Linked DNA regions of Gossypium hirsutum: all the other regions are linked to region 2. The links are chromatin contacts, called in public Hi-C maps. All regions are on one chromosome and are shown on one strand. The core of a region is the stretch at or near the end of the contact, and the rest is flanking DNA. Distances in the headings are between cores, read along the strand shown. Region 1 holds the start of LOC107927969 (NADH dehydrogenase [ubiquinone] 1 beta subcomplex subunit 9). Region 2 holds the start of LOC107927880 (transcription initiation factor TFIID subunit 14b). Region 3 holds the start of LOC107920719 (protein terminal ear1 homolog).

Region 1 (4,244 bases), core at 732-3,231, 150 kb after region 2:
TAGAAACTCCATTACAGGACAAGATGAACACTCCTGTTCCCTTCACCCTATCTTTCTCCAGCAATTAGATCATTTTTTGACACCTACCGAGATAAATAATATACTCAAAGGAAGAAATGATTCTAAAATAGTAGGAAGAAAGAAGCTATCTGCTATAGAGAAACAAAACAAAGACAAGTGAAGAGGATTCTCTAATTACTTTTCTTCTAATCTGCAGCATGATGGGTTGATAATCACTATGAACATTGGATAGCCGTAGAGAAGGCCAATGGACAGAACAGAACAGTGCGGTATGTGAGAGGTGCAATCTCAATTTTCTCCAGCTAAAATACTGGATTTTTTAGATACCATGAACAAAGAAGAAACAAAAATAAGTGGATGTCTACTCTAAAAGCAAGAAAAGGATAGCTTACATTCATAAAGGTAGACACATGAATACTCCAAAAAAATAAAAATAAGAATGCATAGAATACAACAAGAATTGCAGACAAGTGAGGAAACATGCGAAAACAAAGAAATAGCATATTTGTTGGCAAATGGCAAGAACGGAACTAAAAGAATTACCCCAGATGGCGGGACAGGGTTTCGAGTGAACTTGGAACCACCAGGAGCCCAAGGAACTGCAAATGGAATTAAGATGTTAAGCTTCAAACCACATAACAGGTTTAAAACTGGAAAGTTAGCAACTTATAAGGAAATCGCAGTCAATCAGTCAAGTGTCACAACAAGAGCAAGACTTAACAGTAAGAACCAAGTACTTTTTACCAAATACAAGAATGTAAGTAGATGGCACCAAGCAAGGAGAGGTGAAGTACCATAGTACTAGTTTGGTAGCAATTCTCTTCACCTAAATACCTTGTTTCTCACAGTCAATGAAAATTCACTGGTAATAACCAAACTATTATTTATCTGAGATGGAATCAAAATCCTAACAAAGAGTAAATGAGTTACCATAAAAAATTCATCCTATTGTCAATTTTTTGAGCCATTTTCCTCTCAGTTGTTGCACAAGAACTTCAAAAGAACACACACGTATATATACAAAAATTCCTTCCACGCGAGAACTATTGAGATGACATAGACATTCGATTTCCAATACACTAACTCTGCCTTTGGTAATATGCATGTATCTTAGAGACCAAGTGTATGCATCAGAAAAAGAAAAGTTTCATATCCCATTACTTCAAACAGAAGTTCTCTTATAAAACCAACAACATTGAACATACTATTGTAATCTTACCAATATAAGGATCAGGATGCCGCCACTTATTATAGGTTGCTTCACCTGCAGCTATCATTTTGTCGATTGTGTCAAGATCTTCCTGCAAAAACCCAAATTATACAAAGCAACATCATCAAAGATACTTAGTGAAAAGCCAAAACAACCGCAAAGTTAAACCATTAAAAATATAATCACCATTTACATGAGTCCTTAATAAGTTCAATGCAGAAATTCAATGAGATCATTTTGTCATAATAGAAACAGAAAAACAGAACACCCAGTAGGTAAATCTTCATACAATTTATCACTGAATATGATTAATTAAAAAAAAAAGAGGATGATATAATGTGAAAATGGGAAAGGAATGAAGACGAACCACATGCTTGTTGGCTTCGAATTTTTCGCGAAGATCAGAGGCCTACAAAAAAGAAACTTAAAATCAAAGAATCGATCAATTAAGAAAGAAAAAAAAATGAGGGGAAAGATCTGAGAGATACATCTTGATAGAAGAGGTGGCGATGGACGGCCCAATTGAGGGTATCTTTGAGGGCACGGCGGTAGAGAATCCGAACCCTCTCTTTCTGAGCTGCTCTTCGAGCTAAATACGCTGCCGTCGTGGCTCCGCTCATTTCGGCTGCTTTTGCTTTTTCCCAGATTCTGGACTCTTCTTTCTCTGGCTCTTCCTACGCTGTTCCTGGTAGGGGAAGTGTTGATGTAAGACTGTACACACGGACTCATTAATTTTGAAACGACACCGTTTAACGTTTAACGTTTAAAGTAAAAGGGATTTAGCTGGTAATTTGTGTTAATTTTTGAGACTTTTTCTTAATTTGTTATTTAAGTTTTTTTCCATTTAGTACCTGAATTTGATTTTTTTTACTAATTTGATACTTAAATTTTTTTAATTCAATTAGATATTTAAATTTGACACTTTTTTTTTAATTTGGTATCTAAACTTATTAATTGTTATATAAATTACCAAAAACATTAACTATGTTACTTTTTTTTATAAGGGTATAGAAATAACTAATGCATGACTGATATGTGACACATAAAATGAAATTTAATGACAATAATAATTACATTTATTTGGAGTTTCCACTGATTTTCTAAATTATATGCTCGAATTTTACTTTTCATTAGGGTTAAGATTATTTTAAATAATTTAAAAGGGATCGCATGCTTAAATCATTGTTTGGTTTTCAAAAAGCTTTCAATTCCACAAAAATATCATCAGTATTAGAGGAAATCTAAGTTAAAAAATTGTACTTTGAGCTATACATGAAGAATGATTGAAGAAGAAAATTAGAGTTTAAAAAATCTAAAATAAAAGATACTCATTGTATTAAAATAAAAGAAATAAAATAAAAGTAATTGAACTTTTAGAATGCCAAAAAATATTTCATGTCATCCCTCGTATATCAATTATATATTAATTATTTTGTTACCTTGTAAGAAAATTATATTGTTAGCATATTAGAGTAATTTGTATAACGTATGACAAGTTTAGATAACAATTTGGACCAAAAAATATAGCTATCAAATTTTTAAAAAAATCAATTTCAAGTACTAAATATTATATTTATTCAAAAGATAAATACATATAAATCGATTTTTCTTCTTGCACATTAAAATTGTAATTTATTATAATCATATATTAAGAATTTAATGTGGGTCAGGTGAATACATTGTCACATCCCGAAAATCGGGTTAGAAGAAATTGGGTTAGTGAAATCAAAAGTGGTCACGCCCTATTTTGAATAAAGGTTGTGAAAATTATGTAAAGTAATTTGTTCTGATTCAGTGGTTAAGAGATGTGAGTAGTGTGTGTAAGGTTCTGAGTTTAAATCATTTCCCTTGAATTTTTGCAAAATCTCAATCTTTGAACCTCTGATTTATAAATTATTTTTGCTCAACTAATATTAAGAATGAGTTTGTTGGTTTAGTGACAAGACTTCAACTTACTCTTTAGTCTTGTGTTTGAATTCTTGCGTATGCAAAGTGAATTATTTTTTGTTTTAAACTCCGAGAAAAAAAATTTGATGTGATTAGTTAGTGGGGTAGTTTTAAAAAAAAGGTGACGAGGGATTTTCCTAATTTTTCTCCCTCAACCGACTATTTCTCACTCTCCACTCTTCCATTTTCTTTTCTTTTCTTTTCTTCTGTTTTTTTCTATTATTCCTTTGCAACCTTTAATCTTTTCTTTTTGATCAATTATGCTTGTATTTTGTCGTTGTTCTGTTGTTTTTCATGCCTAGTTTTTGGATTTTGTTCTTTGGTGAGTGATTTGGGCTTCCGAAATTGTGGTAAGTGATGTATAAGTATGGTCTTCTTTGCCATTGTTGTTATTAGTAAAAAAAATGTTCTTTTGGTAAGGTTTTATTCGAGGAATTCTTGTTGGCTCGATTGCTCTTTGATGATTTCTTTTGGGGGTTTCTGTTAAGGGAGGATCTCGAGCTACATAAATCTCTTTCGACTAATTGAGTACCTTAGTAATTGCTTTCTAGGTAAGGGCTGGTTTTTCTAGCGTTTTTAGTTGAATGAATGTTTTGAGTTCGTTGAAATTGTATTAGTTTACTTGATATTTTGGTGTTGTAATAGGAGTTGGTAGTGTTGCTTTTAAGTCGACATCGGAAAACAATCAAGTGTGTGTTTTTAACTCGAAACCCCCGCGAATAAATCTGGAAAATTTGGAAAAAAACCCAAGGAATTTAAAATTGTTCCTTGTCACACGGTTGTGTGATAGGTCGTGTGGCAGACCATATGCGTCACACAACCGTGTGACTGGACATGTGGGGGAACACGAGCGTGTACGATTACACGGTCAAATTAGGTAGGCCGTGTGGAGCACACGGGTGTGTGCAATTACACGGGCAAATCAGGTAGGTCGTGTGGGACACACAAGCGTGTGAAATCACATAGGCAGGATAGGGAACCAATGTGGGCCACATGGGCTGGTCATCTGGGTCGTGTGAAACCACACGGCGTGTGGCCCATTTTTCTAAAATTTTCATTTAGGGTT
Region 2 (4,578 bases), core at 1,148-3,647:
GAACTAAATTTGAGTTTCTTTTATTACCGTTAATAATCTAATACGCTGCATTTTAATGTTAGTATTGTTAGTTATACGGTGAGTTTAGGGGAAGAGATGCGGTGCGTTGTATGTTAATATACGCAGGTTAGTACTACGAGCACGTTTTAGTTTAGTCTCTTAAGTGAAACGGGGCGTTTTGGGTAGAACAGCTGTGGAGATAACAGCAAGCCGAATTTCAATTGTGACAAGGGCTTCTTCATTCCATTAAAACAGCAGAATGGAAATGAGGTGGTTATGCCATCAATTGTTACAAGGGCTTCTTCATTTCATTTCCTCTTGAACTTTTCTGAGTTAGTCAAGATCGCCACCGTGTCATGGCTTTATCAAGGAACAATCTCCTCTTGTTATAATTGATTGAATTGAAAGTTCGAACTACCGTTCTGAAGAAGAAAATGCGTTTGGAAGACTCCATAATATTTTCTTCTTCCAGTTTAATTAGCTTCAACTCCCTCACCAAATTCTTGCAAAAATGTTCCCAAATAAAGAGTCTAAGAGCCACCAAAATCCTTCATGCTGTCTTACTTAGAAAAGGCTTGTTTTCTGTTTCACCCAATATCCACAGCGAACTCATTTTCACATATGCCGCATGCCTGGAAAGCAAAACCAGCATTAAAATCTTAACCAATTACTTCAAATCCATAAACCCCCCAAACCCATTGCCCTTTAATGTAATAATATCTGATTTTTCAAAAAATGGGTTTGCGTTTTTTGCACTAAAAACTTTTTCTTTTATGCACTTTAATGGCATTTCTTTGGATACTTATGCTTTGTGTAGTTCCATATCAGCGTCATCTTCATTGAAGAAAGCTGAATTTGGTAAACAAATTCATTCTCACGTGGCGAAATCAGGTTGGACGTCGAGTGTCTTTGTAGGCAGTGCTCTAGTTGATTTATATGCAAAATCGTCACTTATCGAAGATGCAGCTGTGATGTTCGATGAAATTCCTTTTAAGAACTCCGTTTGTGCAAATGCACTTTTATCAGGATTTTGTGAGGCTAAGTTGTGGATTCAGGGACTTGTACTTGTTAGGAAGATGCCTGGATTGAATTTGGATTATGACCATTTTACTTTATCGGCTATGTTACGTGCATGTGCAGGGCTTTCGGCTATTGAATTGGGGAGGCAAATGCATGGATATTTATTCCGTAAATTTTATAATTTGGTGGAGGATGTATTTCTGCAAAGTTCATTGATTGAAATGTATGGAAAATGTGGGTTGGTGATGCAAGCTTTCCAAGTTTTCAGTTTGGCAGGGCTGAGATTGGGGAGGGAGAAAAGAAGGGATGTTGTTCTTTGGACTTCAATGCTTGGTGTGTATGGAAGAAATGGACACTATGAAGACTTGATTTTGTTATTTAAAGAGATGTTGAGGGAGGGTATTAAGCCTGATGAGGTGGCATTTGTAACAGTCATCTCAGCCTGTGGTCACACTGGACAAATAAGACTAGGCCTTGAGTATTTTGATTGCATGACTCATGTTTACAAGTTGATTCCTGGTCCAGAGCACTACAGTTGTGTGGTTGATCTACTATGTAGGGCTGGTGAGTTAGAGAAGGCAATGAAGGTGGTCAATGAGATGATGCTTCAGAAAGGCCACAACAATGGCAGTGTTTCCTTATGGGTGGCTTTACTTAGTGCTTGCAGTGATCATGAAAATGTTGAGTTGGGTAAATTTGCTGCTCAAAAGGCACTCGAGTTGGATCCTCAGAATGTTGGAGTTTATGTTAAGCTATCAAATTTATACGCTAGGTTAAGAATGTGGGATGAGATTGGTCAGTTAAGGGAGACAATGAAGCAGAGAGGATTAAAGAAAGATACCGCATTTAGTTGGGTAGAAGTCAGTGGTTGAATAGAGCAGGTATCAGTCATGAAGGAGACATGTAGGATGTAAATGGTTTCATTTGAATGAACATGTGGGATTCTGAAGCATGCAGTTTAGAAGGGTGAATACGTTGATAACTTCATGTTACAACATGCTTTGGAGGAAACTGCAGCATCTTCATTTTGGCTGCTTTTATGGAGCTTGCAAGGATTGTGTTGTATAAATTATGTTTAGTGCACATCATTTTCACGTTAGAATTCCAAAGCTTTAACCTTATGAACACGGCCAAGATTTCATAGGCATAAAAGTTTGGAATTAAATTCCAGTTTGGGGCAATTTAATTTGTTCCTTATTTCTCTGTCGGGGCTGCTGGGCCAACTACAAAAGGGCCAGACTCAAGCTGGCCAATCCTACTGAACATAACATTAAAAATAAGGGCCTTTTAGTCATTCTATGGTGCACTTGTTCGTCTGTCACATTACATGTTGCTCTATTATTGGCTAAAATCATGAGTGTTATAGAAACCTCACTTACGCAATCAATTCCTCAAACCCCATGCCCTGCAAACCAGGCACTGTAACTAAGGTGAAAGAAAAACCCTAATTTTCTTTCTAGTTGAACCTTGATTTCTCACGAGGTTGAGCCGATTTTCTTACATGATATGATAGATACTTCATTGTCGAAAAAGAAAGATCCAGATCAGCCGGAGATTAGCTTGCCCACGCTCAAATCACAGCGCACCAAAATGGGCAAATCCGAAGACAGTGAAAAGAAGGTAGTCTTGAAATCTCAATTCAATTTCGGACTCAATTCACCTAAATAACATCACCCCAAGAAGCCAAAAAGCTGTCTTTTTTCTTTTCTTTCAAATTTCCGTGTTCAGCTATTTGACTGATGTTTAATTGAATTTTGGAGCTACAATTTGTCATCATTTAAATTTGGAGTTTTACCCAATATGTCGGCAATCAAAATGATGTAACCTATGAAAAGAGAAATTAGTTTTCAACCTGGTTGCACTAAAAAACTATGATTTGAAATGTTTTTATTACAGAACAAGTAGTTCTTTTGTCAGGAATATCTTATTGTTGTATTTTTTATGATTCCGGTGCAGAAGAAGATCAAAGATGTTGAAATAAGTGTTCCTATCGTATATGGTAATGCTGCATTTTGGCTTGGTAAAAAGGCAAGCGAGTGAGTATTTGCTTAACACTTGGAACTTTTGGAACTTCTGCTTTCTTCTTTGGTTTGTTATTTGCACGTTTCAGTTACGTTTGGTTTGTATTTTCAATGCTTGATTCAGGTATCAATCGCACAGATGGACTGTGTATGTTCGTGGGGCAACGAATGAGGATCTTAGTGTGGTTGTAAAGCGGGCTGTTTTTCAGTTGCATTCCAGTTTCAATAACCCAACAAGGGTTGTGGAGTCTGCTCCATTTGAGTTATCAGAATCAGGGTGGGGCGAATTTGAGATTGCCATTACACTATTCTTCCATAACGATGTTTGTGAGAAGCCCTTGAACTTGTGAGTTGCTTTGCCTGTTAATCTGGTTTTAGTTAAGTTGGTTTATTCCAGAAATAGCAGAGGTTTAGTCCTAATACAGTCATTGTTTAATTAGGACATTGTTAAAGATATGTAGGAGAAGAACATACAATTATGTAGCACTAGAAAGAACTTCTACTCGTTTTAATTTTGATGTTGTTAATAGTCATTTGGCCTACAGTGGATAACTCTTACCATGAAAGACTACTTTACTGTTGATGTGTCTCAGTTGGTAATCAAGTGTAGAAAATTAATGATTTGGTTATATTTAGATATAACTGTGAGATACATGAATTACTTTATTTGTTGTTTTCCATTTTATATTATTCAATTTCTTAAGGAGTTGGCTGGAATCAAAGTAAACATTTTAATAATCAGCAGATATAATGTTCTGATTATGTTGAATTAATGTTGGATTTTCTGACATTCCAACCCCCCCCCCCCCGCGCGCGCCGTACTGAAGATATTTAGTGAGTGCTGGAATTTTCTCGCAATGATTCAGTTTTTAACTAACAATTCTTGCTATCAAAATCACATATCACCCACTCCATTGATGGAAAACCAAAAATCTAAATAAAGCCTCAAGGCAAAATGTTGATATTAAAATTTTATTCTCCAGATATCATCATCTGAAGTTATACCCAGAAGATGAATCTGGCCCCATGTCGACCAAAAAACCTGTTGTTGTGGAATCCTATGATGAGGTTGTATTCACAGAACTGTCAGAGAGTTTTTTAGCTCGTGTGCAGAATCATCCAGCAGTAACCTTCCCCAGGTTACCAGCTGGTGTTACTTTACCACCCTCGGGTTTATTCCTATGCCTTGTCTTTGAAATTTTTTGTTTGGTGTTAATCTTATGTTTCATGAGGATACCTCTAAATTGCTTGCAGTATCAACTGAAGATGAAAGTAAAAAGAAGAGAGGTGACACTAAGGACCATCCCCTAAGCCAGTGGTTCTTGAATTTCTCTGAAGCAGATGAGCTATTACAACTTGCAGCTGCTCGTCAGCAGGTAAGCAAGCATGATTTTTACTTCCTAGGATGAGTTTCCTATTTGTGAAATGTGAAATGCAAAGCATCTTTACTTTTTCTATTTCCAGTTACATTTGGTTTGTTCACAAACTTGTTCACCGACATCTTTTCAAAATAATTGGCCCATTATCATGTAAAGAT
Region 3 (4,810 bases), core at 1,771-4,270, 200 kb after region 2:
TTCATCTTCCTCATCATTTCTATCATGTTCTTCAGATTCAAATTCTAGGTCTTGGTCTTCGTTCAGTTCTTTGTCTAACAAGGATAAAGGGTAGCTGTCATTGTGGCTTGAATTTGAGGAATAGGTTGTAGAAAGAGATTGGATTCGAGGGAGCGTGAGGGAAGAAGAAGAAGAAGAAAGAATGGGATTTTGAAGGATTGGGAATTTATTGTGGAATCTGGTGATTGAGAAGCAAAGGGGTCTTAGGAGTAGACCAAGTGTTGCCGCCATTACTATCTGTCACTGCAGGGTGTGATTTTGGTACAACGATATTTAATCAAGTGGATGACGATAACATTCATTCACAGATAACGAACATCTTACCCATGAAGATAGGAGTGGCCGTAAAGGGTGTTTGGTCTAGTGGTATGATTCTCGCTTCGGGTGCGAGAGGTCGCGAGTTCGATTCTCGCAACACCCCTTCCTTGTGAAATTTTGACTGTTAATACTATTCCCCATGTCATCGAGTAGTATAGATTCTAGAGGAGGAGGGAGGTTTTTATCCATCTCATCACGCCTTTTGCCTCATCAAATCAAATTATTACTATACACCTAAATGATTGTCTGAGAAAAAAGTGTGATCAATATTTTGGGCAGCTCAAGATTATGAATGAAATCAGCAATGGGTACAATCCACAGTCTGCCACCGCAACTTTCATTTCAATGTCCAGTCTCCACCCCCATCTTTCAATGCTCCCTTCACTTTCCCAATACCTCATTTCAACTCCTACCCCTTTATTTACGCAAAGGTACACGATTCCATAGACTAGTGGATCTCAAGTGTTGGTTTATTTGTATTTTAAGGCTTATATCTCTTTTCAATGGCGAAAAGGTTTTCTATTTCAAACCTATTACTTCAAAAACAAAAAGTTGTTAATGGAAACCTTCAACTACAAAGCTGAGACGTCTCCTTCCAAATATGAAGGAGAATGGAAAAACCAAAGGCACAGGCACAGGCACAGGCACAGGCACAGCTTCCTAAAACGATCCATTCCAACCAGGGATTTACTGCTCTAGTAAAAATCGGCATTTTCCTCCTTTGGTGAAACGGATTTTCAGTCCAAGGACTTCTTGTCGTTTTACAGCAGTTTTAACATACAAACTTGATTGAATGGTGCCCCAAAAACACCGTCAAGGCGTACACCCACATAACTACATGCAGCTTTTGTGCTACTCGAAGAGAGGGATACTGCCATTACACTTAGCGGACTATATACATTTACATAACACCCAACCAATTACAAGGTGGATTTCGCCACCTGCCCTTTGATTTTACATCTGATCCAGGTGCCAAGGTCCACCCCATCACATTGTGACCAAAAAGAGTCTAATAACAAACTTAAGAACACAACCAAATTGAACACCAACAACAGAACTAAACTAAACAGTTAAAAAAAATAAAAAGAGGCCACCACTGTTTTTGTCTCATACGGCCATACATAGTAGTATCCCAGACATGTCACACTAGTTACTTAGAACCTATGCATCTTCCAACTATAGTTTGTTTCACCGCTTGCTTAGAACCATCACGTGCTGGATTGAAACTCAGTGGTTGAAAGTTTTCACTAGGAAATTCCATATTCTCAAAGTGCTTCACTAGCTCCTCTCTCCCCTGTTTAAATGTTGAATTCACCAACTTAAGTACTTAAACAGGCTTAACTTTGTTGGGTTTATAGATATACAAAAATGTATACCTGAAGTTTGGCGCAATGTATCTCACGAATCTTGTTTGAGTTGATACAAGGCCAATGTTTATTGTGCCAAGCACGGGAAAACTTCCTGGCTGCTTTTGGGTTCGTGAAGTTTACGAATGCATAGCCCTTGTTTGACTTGGTACTACAATCATGGAAAACAATTGAGTATTAAAATTATAGGTAAAATGAACCAAGTGAAATGAAATGATCAAGGAATGTGAATTTTTGTAACATACACAAAGTCTATCGGAAGGTATAGAAAATCAAACGCTGTCAATGAAGGTTGTTCATCTTCATCTGCACTACCAATCTGAGACTCGGCCTCTTTATTCGTAAGCATGCAATGCTGGTCAAGAACATCCTCCAACATCTCTCGTCTACAAACCCCAATATCCAATAATTCATTCAAATGTTTTAAGCAGACAAATCTATAAAGATCCGTAAGGCAACCCAGAAGATCTTCACAAGTCTTAATCAACAGCAAACACTAATAAAAAGCAATCAATAAATGCTGAAAAATAATCACAGGGAAGACGAAAAGACAACTAAAACATTCATAAACCCATAACATTGAATATAGTTGAAACCAAAAGATTATATATACGTGTATCTGTTGGGTATGTTCTTTATCATGACCGTCGTTTCCAACCCGTCAGGCTTTAGAGGAATGGGTGGATGTTTCTCTCGCTTGTTATACTTATTACCAGCCCGACCTCGAGCCTTCTTTGGGCAAGTTTTAGCAAAATGCTTCTTGTCTTGAGAACTGTAACTGCTAGGCTTCCCCCTACATTGTTTCTTGCGAGCGTAGCTACTATTACGATCAACAATTACAAACCCTTTTTTCCCATATCTTTTATCGCTCTTCCAGTAAGGTTTATCTCTAACGCTTGGCCTGGTACCTCCCAAGTTTTCCTTTCGAGCCGCTGTTCTAGGCTCCGGCGCTTCGTCGACCACCATGGTAGTCTTGAATGGTTCCAGCAAGGGAGAGACTGTTTCAGTCATGGCCACAGATGCAGAAGCCGCCTTCTCAGGGATGAAGAAATGGGGCTGAAGTGCATGTGGATGAGGATAGGTGTATGAAAGGTGAGAGACCGTGGAAGCTGACAATAAAGGATGGGTATAATAATGAAGAAATATTGGAGTTGAGGGTGAAAACACGGGAGAAGAAGCTGAAAGCAGACGTTTCCTTGCAGGGAAAAACTCAGGGGCTTCTGGGTTTAAGCTCCAGTTTCTCATCCCTATGTTGTGGGGAAAATCTTGGGCAACATCAGCTCTCACGGTCGCCATGTTCAACTGTAACACGCTAGCACGGTTCTAAGGCCATTGACCCTTGACCTTCCACATATATACTAACCCTATAGTTCTACCTTTTCCCTATATATTCAAATTTATTCGGCTTTCTTATTTAAATAATGTAAAAAAAATTACCTCTATATCCAAAAGTTATTTTTCAAATAATTGTTTTAGGGTGCCTCTGTAATGGAGCATTTTTTCCGTAAATGCCTATTTCTAATTTTATTTACAAAAATGAATTAATTTTTATATTATTTCCTGGAAATGGTCGAAATATGTAAAATGCGTGTATATAAAAGTATTTTTAGGTGAAATTTCAGCAAATTACGTCTTTGAGAGAGCGATTTTGCCATGTCAGCACAAAATGTATTGATGTGGAAGCATTTTACTAATGTGACAAAATCGCTTTCCCAGGGACGCAATTTGTTCAGTGTTTTTTTTCCAACGGCTATTTAAATTTTTGACCGCTGGAAAAAAAAACTATAAAAACCCCTCCTATTTTTTTTCACACAATATTTCTTTTAAATTTGGCAAAAAAGCTCTCAAATTTCTCTCTAAATTTCTCAAAACTCTCTTTAATTAATTAATTATTTTAATTATTTTTCTAAATTAGTATTTTTTATAATTTCAAAAATATTTGATTGTGTTAGCAATAACCGGGGAATTAATTTGTTTCAATCATAAACATTCCGTCGAACAAATGAAAATGGTAAGGGTTAATTTTAAATTTTGAATATTATTTAATATTTTTTTCATTTATGTAATTTAATTAATTTTTATTTTATAATTTTTTATAACAGTCTGTAGATCGAGTGTTACAATTATATTCGTAATATGTATGGTCTTCCATCACCGTTGATAGAAAATTACTTGAGGGAAGCGGGTTTTTGGCACGTAGCCACTATAAGTCAAGGGTGCAAGTTGGACTCGAAACTCATTAGCACGTTAATAGAGAGGTGGAGACCCGATATGTGCTCCATGCGGAGAGTGTACCATCACTTTGGAGGACGTGCAGTTACAATTGGGATTGTCGGTGGATGGGTCTACACTCACCGGGTCCGTTCAATCTGCTAATTGAGGAGCCGTATGCTACGATCTTTTGGGTGCGATTCCGGATAATATTTACGGAGATCGGATCGAGATAGCCTGGTTACGAAACATATTCCCGAAGTCGGGGAATGATTCAACTGAAGTAGAAAGAATATGATATACTCGGGCATACATCCTTAAGATGATTGGAGATTATCTGATGTCAGACTTGTCACGAAACCTCATACATTTGAGGTAGCTACTGAAACTCGTTGATTTTAGAGCAGTTGGCGAATTTAGTTGGGAGTCTGCTGTGTTGGCAACATTGTATCGAGAAATGTGCGGGGCGATACCACCAAATAAAGCTAAAATTAGAGATTGTCTATCACCACTACAATCATGGGCTCGGTTTCGCTTCTATTTTTACGTCATCGAGTGAACCACCCATATACATTCTAACTTATAACGAGGTAAAATTTGAATATAAATTTTACAATTATTACATAGATTTAAAATATAATTGTATGCTAAATTTTTTTTTTAATTAGGTGGAACCATTCCACGAGTTATGTTGGAATACCTACCGCCCTTGAAGATATACGGCTTCTATTAGACAAACGGTCGGAAGTGCAAGTAAGTATTAAATAAAATATATATACATAAAATAGTCGTTTCATTTTTAGTATTTAGTATTATATATATAACTAATATTTTTATCACGTTCTTATAATTTCAATGGACATCATACGAGGATC

Evidence for each region. Hi-C and Micro-C count contacts between places; a contact is called where the count stands out from the background.
Region 1: a contact with region 2 is called in a Hi-C map of leaf, with 2.8 times the contacts expected there. The contact joins the promoter of LOC107927969 here to the promoter of LOC107927880 in region 2. A contact is called at or near these places in 13 of 34 Hi-C or Micro-C datasets (fibers, hypocotyl, leaf and 2 more).
Region 3: a contact with region 2 is called in a Hi-C map of leaf, with 2.5 times the contacts expected there. The contact joins the promoter of LOC107920719 here to the promoter of LOC107927880 in region 2. A contact is called at or near these places in 2 of 34 Hi-C or Micro-C datasets (both in leaf).

Annotation. Positions count from the first base shown.
Region 1 is chrA12:7,415,428-7,419,671 of Gossypium_hirsutum_v2.1, forward strand. LOC107927969 (NADH dehydrogenase [ubiquinone] 1 beta subcomplex subunit 9) reads right to left here and starts at 1,982. Exons shown (of 6, transcript XM_016859113.2): 1 at 1,720-1,982; 2 at 1,599-1,640; 3 at 1,241-1,322; 4 at 565-620. The coding sequence starts at 1,851.
Region 2 is chrA12:7,265,825-7,270,402 of Gossypium_hirsutum_v2.1, forward strand. It overlaps LOC107927880 (transcription initiation factor TFIID subunit 14b), which reads left to right and starts at 2,398. Exons shown (of 6, transcript XM_016859004.2): 1 at 2,398-2,640; 2 at 2,977-3,056; 3 at 3,166-3,387; 4 at 4,025-4,212; 5 at 4,296-4,417. The coding sequence starts at 2,527. It overlaps LOC107927871 (pentatricopeptide repeat-containing protein At3g12770), which reads left to right and starts at 435. Exons shown (of 2, transcript XM_041082604.1): 1 at 435-2,450; 2 at 2,534-2,640. The coding sequence starts at 435. The coding sequence ends at 1,892.
Region 3 is chrA12:7,469,827-7,474,636 of Gossypium_hirsutum_v2.1, forward strand. It overlaps LOC107920719 (protein terminal ear1 homolog), which reads right to left and starts at 3,021. Exons shown (of 4, transcript XM_016850554.2): 1 at 2,338-3,021; 2 at 1,970-2,110; 3 at 1,734-1,875; 4 at 1,070-1,651. The coding sequence starts at 3,020. The coding sequence ends at 1,508. It overlaps LOC107927995, which reads right to left and starts at 454. Exons shown (of 3, transcript XM_016859149.2): 1 at 1-454. The coding sequence starts at 270. It overlaps TRNAP-CGG (transfer RNA proline (anticodon CGG)), which reads left to right and starts at 389; the gene lies at 389-460.